Linked DNA regions of Mus musculus: region 2 is linked to region 1. The links are chromatin contacts, called in public promoter capture Hi-C maps. All regions are on one chromosome and are shown on one strand. The core of a region is the stretch at or near the end of the contact, and the rest is flanking DNA. Distances in the headings are between cores, read along the strand shown.

Region 1 (4,733 bases), core at 1,358-3,857:
TGTCTGTATCCTTCTCAAGTCCAGGCTTTGGTTGGCACACAGAAACAGCTCCCTCGAAGCAGAAGAGGAAGGAAGAAGACCTGCACACTGTCCAAAGTCCAAGTTCACACTGGCCACCTCACCAGACTGTGGTTCAACAAAGATCCAAAGCCATGCTCTGAATAGAAGTAGGCAGTCTACACCCACAGTCTTAGCTCTCAGGCTGGTAAATCTGCAGTTTAAGGTCAGAGCTGGCTACATAGAATTTGAGGCTCGTATGAACTAAATGACACACTGTCTTAAAAAAGAAAGAGTCGGGCAGTGGTGTGGTGGTGCACGCCTTTAATCCCAGCACTTTGGGGGCAGAGGCAGGTGGATTTCTGAGTTTGAGGCCAGCCTGGTCTACAGAGTGAGTTCCAAGACAGCCAGGGCTACACAGAGAAACCCTGTCTTAAAAAACAAACAAACAAACAAAACAAACAAACAAACAAACAAAACAAAAAGAAAGGAAGGAAGGAAGGAAGGAAGGAAGGAAGGAAGGAAGGAAGAGATCTCATAGACTCTACTCCTTTGCTCAACTCTCCAGGCTTCTGGTGGGGTTGGGGGCAGGGCCACATAAAGGCCTTTTATAGCCAGAGAAGGGCAGTCCTAGTTCATTCTCCTCCATTTCCCATCTGGAATTTTCTCCTTCCTCTTTGTGGATCCAGAGTGTTTATTTTCACCCTTGCAAAGCTCACCTATAACCATCCACATTGCTCCTTGGCTCCCATAATTCCTGTTTCTCTCAATGCACACGTTTCTTCCTCCTACTGCATTGTGACAGGACCTTGCAAGACCAGGCAGTGTAGGACTAAAAACAATACGGTTTCCACTCTCCTTTAGACTCTTACTATACAGTCCAGGCTGGCCTTGAACTTGCAATCCTCCAACTTCAGCTTCCCAGGTTCTGGGGACAATAGATATGGACACTAATAATATGGCAAAGCCTGAATTTAGGGCCTGGGGGCACAAACAATGGTAGAAAGCACACTGTTCAAAGCCCAAATGTCAAATTTGCTGTTGGAGGAATGCGGCTGGAGCAAGAGGAGGAGGTGGCATCATTGGATAGGGAATTTACTAAAGACACCTAGATACTGGATCAGGCCTTTGAAGGACCGAGAAATAGTGACTGGCAAGGAAGAGCTCTCATGATTAATCATCAGATGTTGGGCCCCTCTAATTCTGTAGTAATACATTATTTTTGGAAAAACTCGCACCATTCAGCAAAGAAAAACTGAGGACAACTGGTTGTTTCTATTTTAAATATTTAATATATGTGTTCCATGCAACAATACCTAGGATTAGCCATTCCATAAACCCACTCCCCCTTCTTTTTTTGAGATCTGATGCCCTCCCCAAAAGGAAAAAAAAAAAAAAAAAAAAAACAGGTCTAGAATAGCGAATCCTCCTGCCCCAGCAGGAATTATAGGCGCGTGACACCACACTGGGCTTTAACTATTATTCTACTTGACCATCACAGCAAGGATTGTTAGGACTTTTCTTGGGGGTTTACTTGGGGACAGCCATCCCTCTCCAAACCCACATTATATAAAGCTTCTTCCAGAACGTTCCGGATATCAAGTGGAAGCATTAGGACAGGTGGAAGCCAGCTGGGCGTGGTGATGCACCTCTGCGAACTCAGCACTTGGTAAATTATAAATTCTAGGTTGTACTCCGCGATATTGTGGGTCCAAAACCCAGCTACATGAAACCGTATGCCTCAGTTCCCTCAAAAGCAGAGTGGCCAGGACCCCACCCACACATACGCCTCACAGTGCGTGAGTGAACACAATAGATACCTTTCCGCACAACGCTAGGTAGGACTGGGACTCGGACAAACCCCGGTACCAAACAATAAAGATCAGCTCCCACAATGCCCCGTGACAGCGTCCCACGATGCCTCGGGCCTTTAACGACCACCAGGCACCCAAACGCTCCTTGCCCCGGGGCTTCTCACAGAAGGCGTGTGCGACGAAAAAAAAAAAAAAAAAAAAAAAAAAAGTCCCCTCCAGGAGCCCAGGCCCTTCCCAGAATGCCCCAGGCCCAGAACGCCTGGCCCACGGGCTCCCACAATGCCTCGAGGCGAAGCTGTGCTGGGTCCCGAGCCGCGTGCTGGGGAAAGCAAGGGACTCCCGGGCCGGTCACTCGGCCAAGCGGCCGCGGGCTCCCGTCATGCAGCGGGGCTGTATCGCCCGCTTCCCAGCATGCCCCGCGGCCCCCCCCAAGCTCGGACACTCACCGACGCCGGCGGCCCCGGATCAGGCTCGGCGGTGGCGGCTGCACGCCCGGGCACTGCGCCTGCGTTTCGGGAGGCTAGGCGAGCGGGCGAGCGAACGGGCGAACGAGCGAGGGGCGAGCGAGGGGCGCGTGCGCGGTCAGATGGACCATTCCCGGAGGTCGATGGGAAGAGGGGCTCAGAGGATGGCGAAGGCTGTAGAGCTCACGCCGGCGGGGGTGGCGGGCTCTGCCGCTCACGGCCCCGCTAGACTTGGTACAGTCTGCGGCCCGAAGGGTGAAGAAGCTTTAAGAATCGCGCGTGCGTGCGTGCGCGGTAGAGCGAACGCGCCTTATAAATAGTGGATGCCTTGGAATGAGGGGGGAGAGTGGGGGCCTAAATACTCGGCCCGGATCCCCCGGGCTGGAGGCTCGCTCATTTGCATAATCCTAGCGCGGGACAAAGGAAGGCCTCCCGCACTGGAGGATGTGATTTGCATATTCCCGGGAGAGGCTGTTCTTCAGAGCGCAGTGATTAGCATATGGATGGGGAGGGGGGGGGCACCTGGAAAAATAAAGCGCATGCGTGTAGGGGACTGCAGACTTAATCGTGGTGGGCTGGCAACCTTGTCCCGAAACTACCGAAGGTCTGGGACCCCGTTCACGTCCCTGTCACCTAGGATAAATTCCTGGACAGCACGTGGTTTCTGCGTTGCGAGAGATCTGAACCCCCAGTCTAAGGAAAACGAACCACATTTGATTAGACAAATACTTAGAACTGTCAAGACCTGGAAGAGAGAGAGGTAGACGGCAGGAGGCCGTGGATGCCAGAAACGCCTGCCCCAGCTCGAGGTTCTGCAAGGGCTTCCAAGGGCTGATTTTTAAGCCAGGTCTGAACTGGAGCCAAGTAGAATGCCAAAAAGCAGAGGGAATAGCTGATGCAAATTTCCAGAGGCAAAGTAGTGCTTGCATTCTTAGAGGGAGTCAAGGCAGCTTTTCCGTGGAGCACAATTAGAAAGTCTGCTATAGGTGTTTGCTTTTTTATTTCTTTTTTTGTTTTTCTTTCTTTTCTTTCTTTTTTTTTTCTTTTTTGAGGCAGAGTCTCATGTAGCTCAGGCTAGCCTCCAACACCTGGGTCGAAGAAAATGACCTTGAACGCTACCTCTTGAATGTTGAGATTACAGGCATATGGCAGCCAGCCCAGCTCCTGTGGGTAATTTTAAAGGGCCATAACTTCATGCTGACTATTTGTAGCCATCCCTACAGCCCTCTCCTTCCCGAATGCTTTTATCACTAGCAATTTAAAACTCTAGAGTCCCATTACACCACAGAAAAGGAATAGTTGTGTTTTGCTTTGTTTCTGAGAGTCTCCTTGTGTATTCTGGAACTCACTCTAGCTCCGGGTGGTTTTCGTCAACTCCCTGCAGTTCTCCTGCCTCAGCTTCCCAAAGGCTGGGGTGGCAGGTATGCACCTCCCACACCTGGTCTCCCAGTCAAACTTGTGTCCCTGACGCCTCTTCTGGACCCACCCACCGTTTTATCTGGTCCATATCCCCAGCACTTCAAACACAGTAATCCCTTTGCTGTCTCAGGCTTTGATCTTGCCTTTCGATTCATCGGGAAAACCCTTTGTCCCTGCTGCTCCGAGCTCACTCTCTCCTGGTATTGATGCCAATCCGAAGGGCCTTCCTTGATGATACAGCTCCTGCAGATTGAGTGATTTAGGGAAATTGACACAGCACTGGTCTCAATAAATGCAGCGCTCTGGGTGGAAATGGGGTGGAGGGTGCCTGGGGCTTTGGAGTTCTTTAAGTCTCCTCACTCTGCATGAAAATTTCCATAACAAAATAAAACAGTACCCACCCAACCCCCCACCGCCGCACGCGTGTGCGTGCGTGAGTGTGTATGTGTGTGTGTGTTTATTTTATTCAGGCAGGGTCTCACTACTTAACCCTGGCCTGGAGTTTACTATGTAGACCAGGCTGGCTGCAGATATCCACTTGCCTCTTGTGCTGGGAATTAAAAGTGTAAGCCACCACCACAGGAGACTGATTGACCCACCTTCCTTTCTTTCTGAAACAGGAGCCTAATGTGTAGCCCAGGCTGTCCTCAAACTCACTCTCCTGCCTCAGCTCCTTGAAGGCTGGAATTTTAAGATTTTAAGCATATAAATATTAAGAGCCCTCTTTACAATTTAAAGCAAGCTTTAAGCTTTTCTGCTTGGGGGGTAGGGGCACACAGTCTTGCAGTCTTGCTAAGTAGCTAGGAGTGGCCTGGAACTTGCTCTGTAGAGCAGGCTGCCCTGAGCTTCTGCTCGCTGAGTGCTGGGCTTCCAGGTGTATCCCACCACGTCCGGCTCTGAAACTGTTCCCATTGCTGCCTAGATGCGTCTGTTTCCTTCATCAAAGTTTCACAAAGGTCAGAGTACAGTGACCTTTTCACCTTGAGCCCTTAAAGCCTAGAACAGGATCAAATTTCAGATTCCTGTTAAACTGAAAAAA
Region 2 (5,344 bases), core at 2,261-4,760, about 23 Mb before region 1:
CACACTCTTGCATCTAATAAAAAGAGAGGGGTCAAAAAGCACCACCACCTTCCAGGAGGGCTTTGACAGTCCTGATGAGGTGAGGAGATGTCTACCTCTGACTCAGGTGAGGGATGTGAGGCTGCCTCTTTGAGCTCTCCGGGTCATCCTGGACTACCAGCTTTCCTGGGAGCCCCTTCAGCTTACCCCCCTTCAAGACTGCCCCTTTCCCAGAAGCCGCCTGCTGGTCCAGCTCCTGCATGACCCCAAAGTCTGGGCCCCCAGCCCCAAGAGAAAGGTGAGCAGACCCCAGTCCCTTCAGTCGGCCTTGCTCAGTCTGTAGTCTTCTCCCACTGGCTCTCGGCTCTCGACAGCTGACAGGGCAATGAGCATCTGAGCAGCATAGTAGGTAGACATGATCAGTGCCCGGGAGTAGGGCACGGGGAAGCAGAACTTGTTGAGAGCGATGGTCAGGTCCGAGAGGATGAAGAGCAGAGCACCACCGCCGGCCGCCAGCTCTGTCCACCGCCAGGCTGCCCCAACCAACCGCAGCCCTGCCATAGCTCTCCAGCCCATGAAGCTGATGAGGGCCACATAGACCCCCACCAGGTAGGTGAAAGCACCTGACAGGCCAGGGTAGAGCAGGGCATAGCACAGGCCTGACAGCACTCCGATCACCAGGCCTGTCCGCAGAGCCAGTGGCCGCATGCCAAAGGCCGCGGCGTAGAGGATGTGTGCCACGGCAAACATCAGGAGACCTGAAAGGGCGAGAGGATAAAGACTGCTAAAGGAAGGTTTGTGGCTAAAGAGTACTTGAGAGCTTGAGAGAAGGGGACTGGGGATAACCCAGCAGCTTTCCCCCGGGCGCCTAAGAGGGGGTAAGAACAGCCATAGTTTTAAACTCACACTCTCACACTCTCCTTTACAGAACTGGTCCCCAGCCTCAGAAACTCTCCAACTCCCTGTTCCCTCTTCTGCAGCCTCATCCTACCCCAACCAGGACCCTTTTTCGTCCAGCCCCAAGTACCCACCCAGGCAATTCCTGTAACTACTGACCATGTTCAAAGTATCCGTGGTCCTGCCAGATGAGGAAGGCATCACCCACAGCAGAAAAGACAAGTCCCACGAAGATGAGGGAGGCACTGGGGTGAGCCAGCAGAAACCGAACACCATGAGCCAGAAGAAAAAGCCAGAGGCAAAAGATGGGCAGGCACTTGATAAGGGCGCTGACCCACGATGGGCTGGATGAAGGCAGCCAGAGCACAAAATACACACAGGTAGCCTTAAAGAAGGGCACCAGTTTGGGTCCTTCGCTCTTCACCTGGAGGAGACAGAACAAGGACAACACTCAGAGGTTAGGGGCACAAAAGCCCACAGTGAGATCTAAAAATCTTACACCTTTCCCCAAGGCTGCAGTGCACACCCCAGCCCTATACCACTGAGAACAAAGAGTTCTGACAGAGAAACCTAGCCTGTCTGGCTCCAAGCAGCCAGCAGGATGTGAAAGCCATTATCACCCTGAGGCTCAATTTACCAGGACAGGCAAGGGCTCCACTGTCCAGTCACTCTGGTCCACTGTAGGTCCTGGAACTTGGCCAGAGTCGTCACTCACTGAGCCAACAGTGCCGATTAGGATACTCCTTTCTGCAGCCCAGCCCTGTTCCCTCCTGGCTCTCTGCTCTCCCCTTCTCCAGGCACCCCTTACCACCTCTCCCTGTCAGCCTAAGCTCCCAGCTGTGTGGAACTGGAGTAAGGTCACAGGGAAACCACAGAAATGCACTGACTGGCCAACTCATGACCCAAGCTTTAGAGCCAGGACTCGGGCTTAAAGCCCTGGCAACACCAGGTGAGTGTCAGGAATGTAGGGGTGACAGTACCTCCACCCCACAAGCTTTCTGTCCTGCCTGCCCCCGCCCCGACCTTCCACTCTACCTATGTCAGACTAAAGGTGGCATCAAGGACAAAGAGAGGTGCTAGGGATGCTGGGAAGAGAACTAGATCTGTGTTGGGAGAAGAAACAGTGTTTGAAAGGCCAGAGGTTTCCAGGCTAGGAAAAGGGGATGTTGGCCATTTCTTTCCCAGAGAACAAGAGCAACTTGAGGCACCAGAGACAGGAAGGGGGGTGGGGAGGGCTTCTGATCTGGAGCCAGCAGACAGGCTGGGAGGAGATGGGGAACTGAGAGGGGGAAGTTGGCCAGCTGACTGGGTCTCAGCTGGATTAGGGGGAGGGCAGCTAAAGAAAGGTTTTACTCAAGGCCACTGCAGGCAGAGTCTGAGCAGGGGGAGGAGATTCTGCAGATGTTCTGTGGTCTCCCGAAGCTCCTTCCCCTGGCCTGCAAGTTCAGGGTTTCTGAGCATGAATTGGAGCAGTTGAGGTTCCCTATAGACCCATACTCCAACAAAAGTGCTCTGACTGTGTGTGAGCAAGCCACTCCACACAGGACTCTGAAGGGACAAGACACTTAGATCCCCTGGCAACCAGGTACCTGATGCAACTAGGAAAGGGTAGAGAAGAGACATATAGTGGGTCCAGAGTACAAGCCTGCTCTTGTTTTTCCAGAGGTTAGAGATGGGAGCAGAGTTGACACTCCCTTCCCATGGAAACTCCCTTATCAGGGATAGTCAGAGTGAGGGCAAGGCCAAAGGGAGGAAACGGGGGGGGGGGGGGGGGGGAGGGATGCCCAGCTCCACCTGTCAGCCTTCAGAAACATCACCTTTGCATGCCCAGCTCCACCTGTCAGCCTTCAGAAACATCACCTTTGCTCCCCCTCCCCCTACTCCCCAGACCCATATTTCCTAGAAGAAACTGGCAGTAAGTGGTGAAATCATGACAGTCAGAGAAGCCAGCCTTAGAAGTGTGAAGAGACAACTCAAAGGCTGGAGTTGAGAAAGTCTGGAAAGGAGGTCAGGTCAACAGAGAGAGGTCCACCTTCACCTATCGCCTGAACAGCGTTACTAAGACAGAGGCGTCACCTCCTGCACCTACAATATTAAGAGAAACTTGGGGCATTCCCAGGAAGTCGGCACCCCCCTGCACCCTCTCGAATGCTTCCCTGAGGGTCCACCACACAGAACCCTAGGGCCTGCAGCATCCAGTTCCAGGCCAAGACCTGCAGACCCGCTCCAGACACTCATGGATCAACAGTCACGCTTCCGAGTCACGTGCACAATGTTTTCCTCCCTCCCGCGGGCAGACGAGGGGCGCGCGTAGGAGGGACGCTACAAGAGTGAGGAGCTAAAAACCGTGACAGCAGCCGCTTCCCCGGAGGGGACAGCACCTTCCTCCGCCCCCCTCGGCGGCCCGGCTTGCCGCTGCCTCGTCCCAGGCCCGGGGGGCTTGGCCGCGGGCTCGCGCGCTCGCGCACTCACCACAGTGACCGGAGACACCATGGCGGCGGCGGCTGCGGCTGCGGCTGCTGGCACCCGCTCCGGGTTGCACCACCAGGACGCACCCAGAGCCAGGTGAGCAGACGACCGAACAAAGCTGGGGTGAAGCACAATACCTCCCGCGCGCTGGGCGCTCAGAGTACTGTCTGTGAACCCGACGACGTCACCACAGACCCAGCCAATGAACGGGCCGAAGCCTCGTATGGGCGGAGCCCTGCTGGCGGCGCCGGCCGGGCTCCCTCTGTTTCTGCGTTGAAAAGGAGATCCTCCCACCCCCGGGCGTGGGCGTGGCCTTCAGGCCACGCCTCTTAGGGAGGCGTGCCAGGGCATCCCGGAACGTGACGGCGACCCCCAAGGTTGGATAGCCAGCCTGGCTAAGAGACAGGCACACCACTGACCCGGAGCACAGCGAGATGCATCTTCTCTTAACACCGGAACAAAAAGCAAAGGCAGATTCTCGTCAACCTTTAAACATACCATCTAGGCGGATGCAATTCCTTTAAGACATGTCTTTGACAATGTCCCAATGTGTCCCAATGGACACAGAGGATCAACAGACACTCAACGTTCAGCATGGTAAGAGATATGTATCCAGGCACACAATATACTATATAGACTCGTAGTAGCATTAAGCACGCGTGGACACTTGTACACTAAACAAATAAAGCTACAGAAAGGGAGCTGTGGGTTGACCATCATCCTTCACCGTACCATGAAAGACACGATGAAAGCAAGCAGCAGCCTGTATGTGGACCCCATAACAGCAATGAGTAAACAAATTACAGGCACTAGGTTGCCTTGAACATACACCCCTCACAGCTGCAGCAACGGTGACCAAAAGACCCAAAGGCGTGTAAACTGGCTGCCAGAAAAACAATAAAATGGTTATAATACTAGTGGTTTGAAGCATGTTTAGAAGTATGTGTTCAGAATTTGGTGGATTGGCAAGGAGTCAAATGGACTGCAATGCGGCTGTGTTTGCCACTTCCATAGCCTTTGCCTCTGTAGCCTAGATTTCCTCAACTGTAAAATGCATGGGTGACCTCTAAGGCTCTGCTCAATCCAGACACGTTGTGTAGGATGAAGAAGGGGAAAGGTACCTGGTTTCGGGAAGTACAAGTCTATCTAGCAGGCTACATGGGGATGCAGGTTTCCAAATACATCCAAAAGGGTAGGAATGTGGTCTGTAATATACACAAAGCTTTCAGCGGTTGGAAAGGCAAAGAACGCTGGCCACTCCTGAGATGGGGATACAGGGCTGTATACTAGACCCCAACCTCGTGCTGGCCAGGGAGAGACACATACTGAACTCTCCAGTGAGCTCTTCCTGAGGTCATTCTCTTCATTTCCCCCTCCAGGCCTTCCCCAGCCATCCTGGTCCCTAAACTACCGACCTGACATCCCCTCAGAGAGGGACAGCCCTTTTCCTAGTGACAGTATTGACAACCGAAAATTCCAAATGTCATCCAAAAAAGGTGAGAGTCAAGGTTTGAGGGAGGGGAGTCACATGCCTAATCTCTAGGCACACTCATGTTTTTTCCTAGTTAGCAGCTTCTCACCTACATTATCTGAATGAGCAATGAGAATGGCTGCCCCCAAGGCTTTGTCATATACACTATTACCAAATGTGTTGCTCAGAAAGAACATTGAACTGAAAGCAACACGGACTTGGCCCCTCCTTGCCTGGGACTTACTGGTGGTGTAATTGGGCACACGCTACTCCATCTTTGGAGCCTCAGTCTCCCATCAACAGGTTATAAAATCACCACACGCATTTACAAACCTTCCCATGTCACTTAAGGGTGTAGTCAAGCCAGGCATTTTTGTTTCTCTGGACCCTAGTTTGCCTAATTATAAAGATGAGACTGTGAACTTTTAAGAGGATTTCTCTTACTAGGGGAAGAGTGAATGTAGTTGAGGTCAGAGTTGTCAGAACTCCCGGACGTGGTATACAAGCATCTGTGAATTGCCCGAATGG

Evidence for each region. Promoter capture Hi-C pulls out the DNA fragments that hold promoters and counts their contacts.
Region 2: a promoter capture Hi-C map of second pharyngeal arch cranial neural crest shows a contact between it and region 1. The contact joins the promoter of Tmem86a here to the promoter of Zfp428 in region 1. A contact is called at or near these places in 3 of 39 promoter capture datasets (cranial neural crest, embryonic stem cells and second pharyngeal arch cranial neural crest).

Annotation. Positions count from the first base shown.
Region 1 is chr7:24,504,961-24,509,693 of GRCm38.p6, reverse strand. It overlaps Zfp428 (zinc finger protein 428), which reads right to left and starts at 2,607. Exons shown (of 3, transcript NM_146183.2): 1 at 2,258-2,607.
Region 2 is chr7:47,048,806-47,054,149 of GRCm38.p6, reverse strand. It overlaps Tmem86a (transmembrane protein 86A), which reads right to left and starts at 3,510. Exons shown (of 3, transcript NM_026436.3): 1 at 3,349-3,510; 2 at 1,036-1,300; 3 at 1-737. The coding sequence starts at 3,369. The coding sequence ends at 298.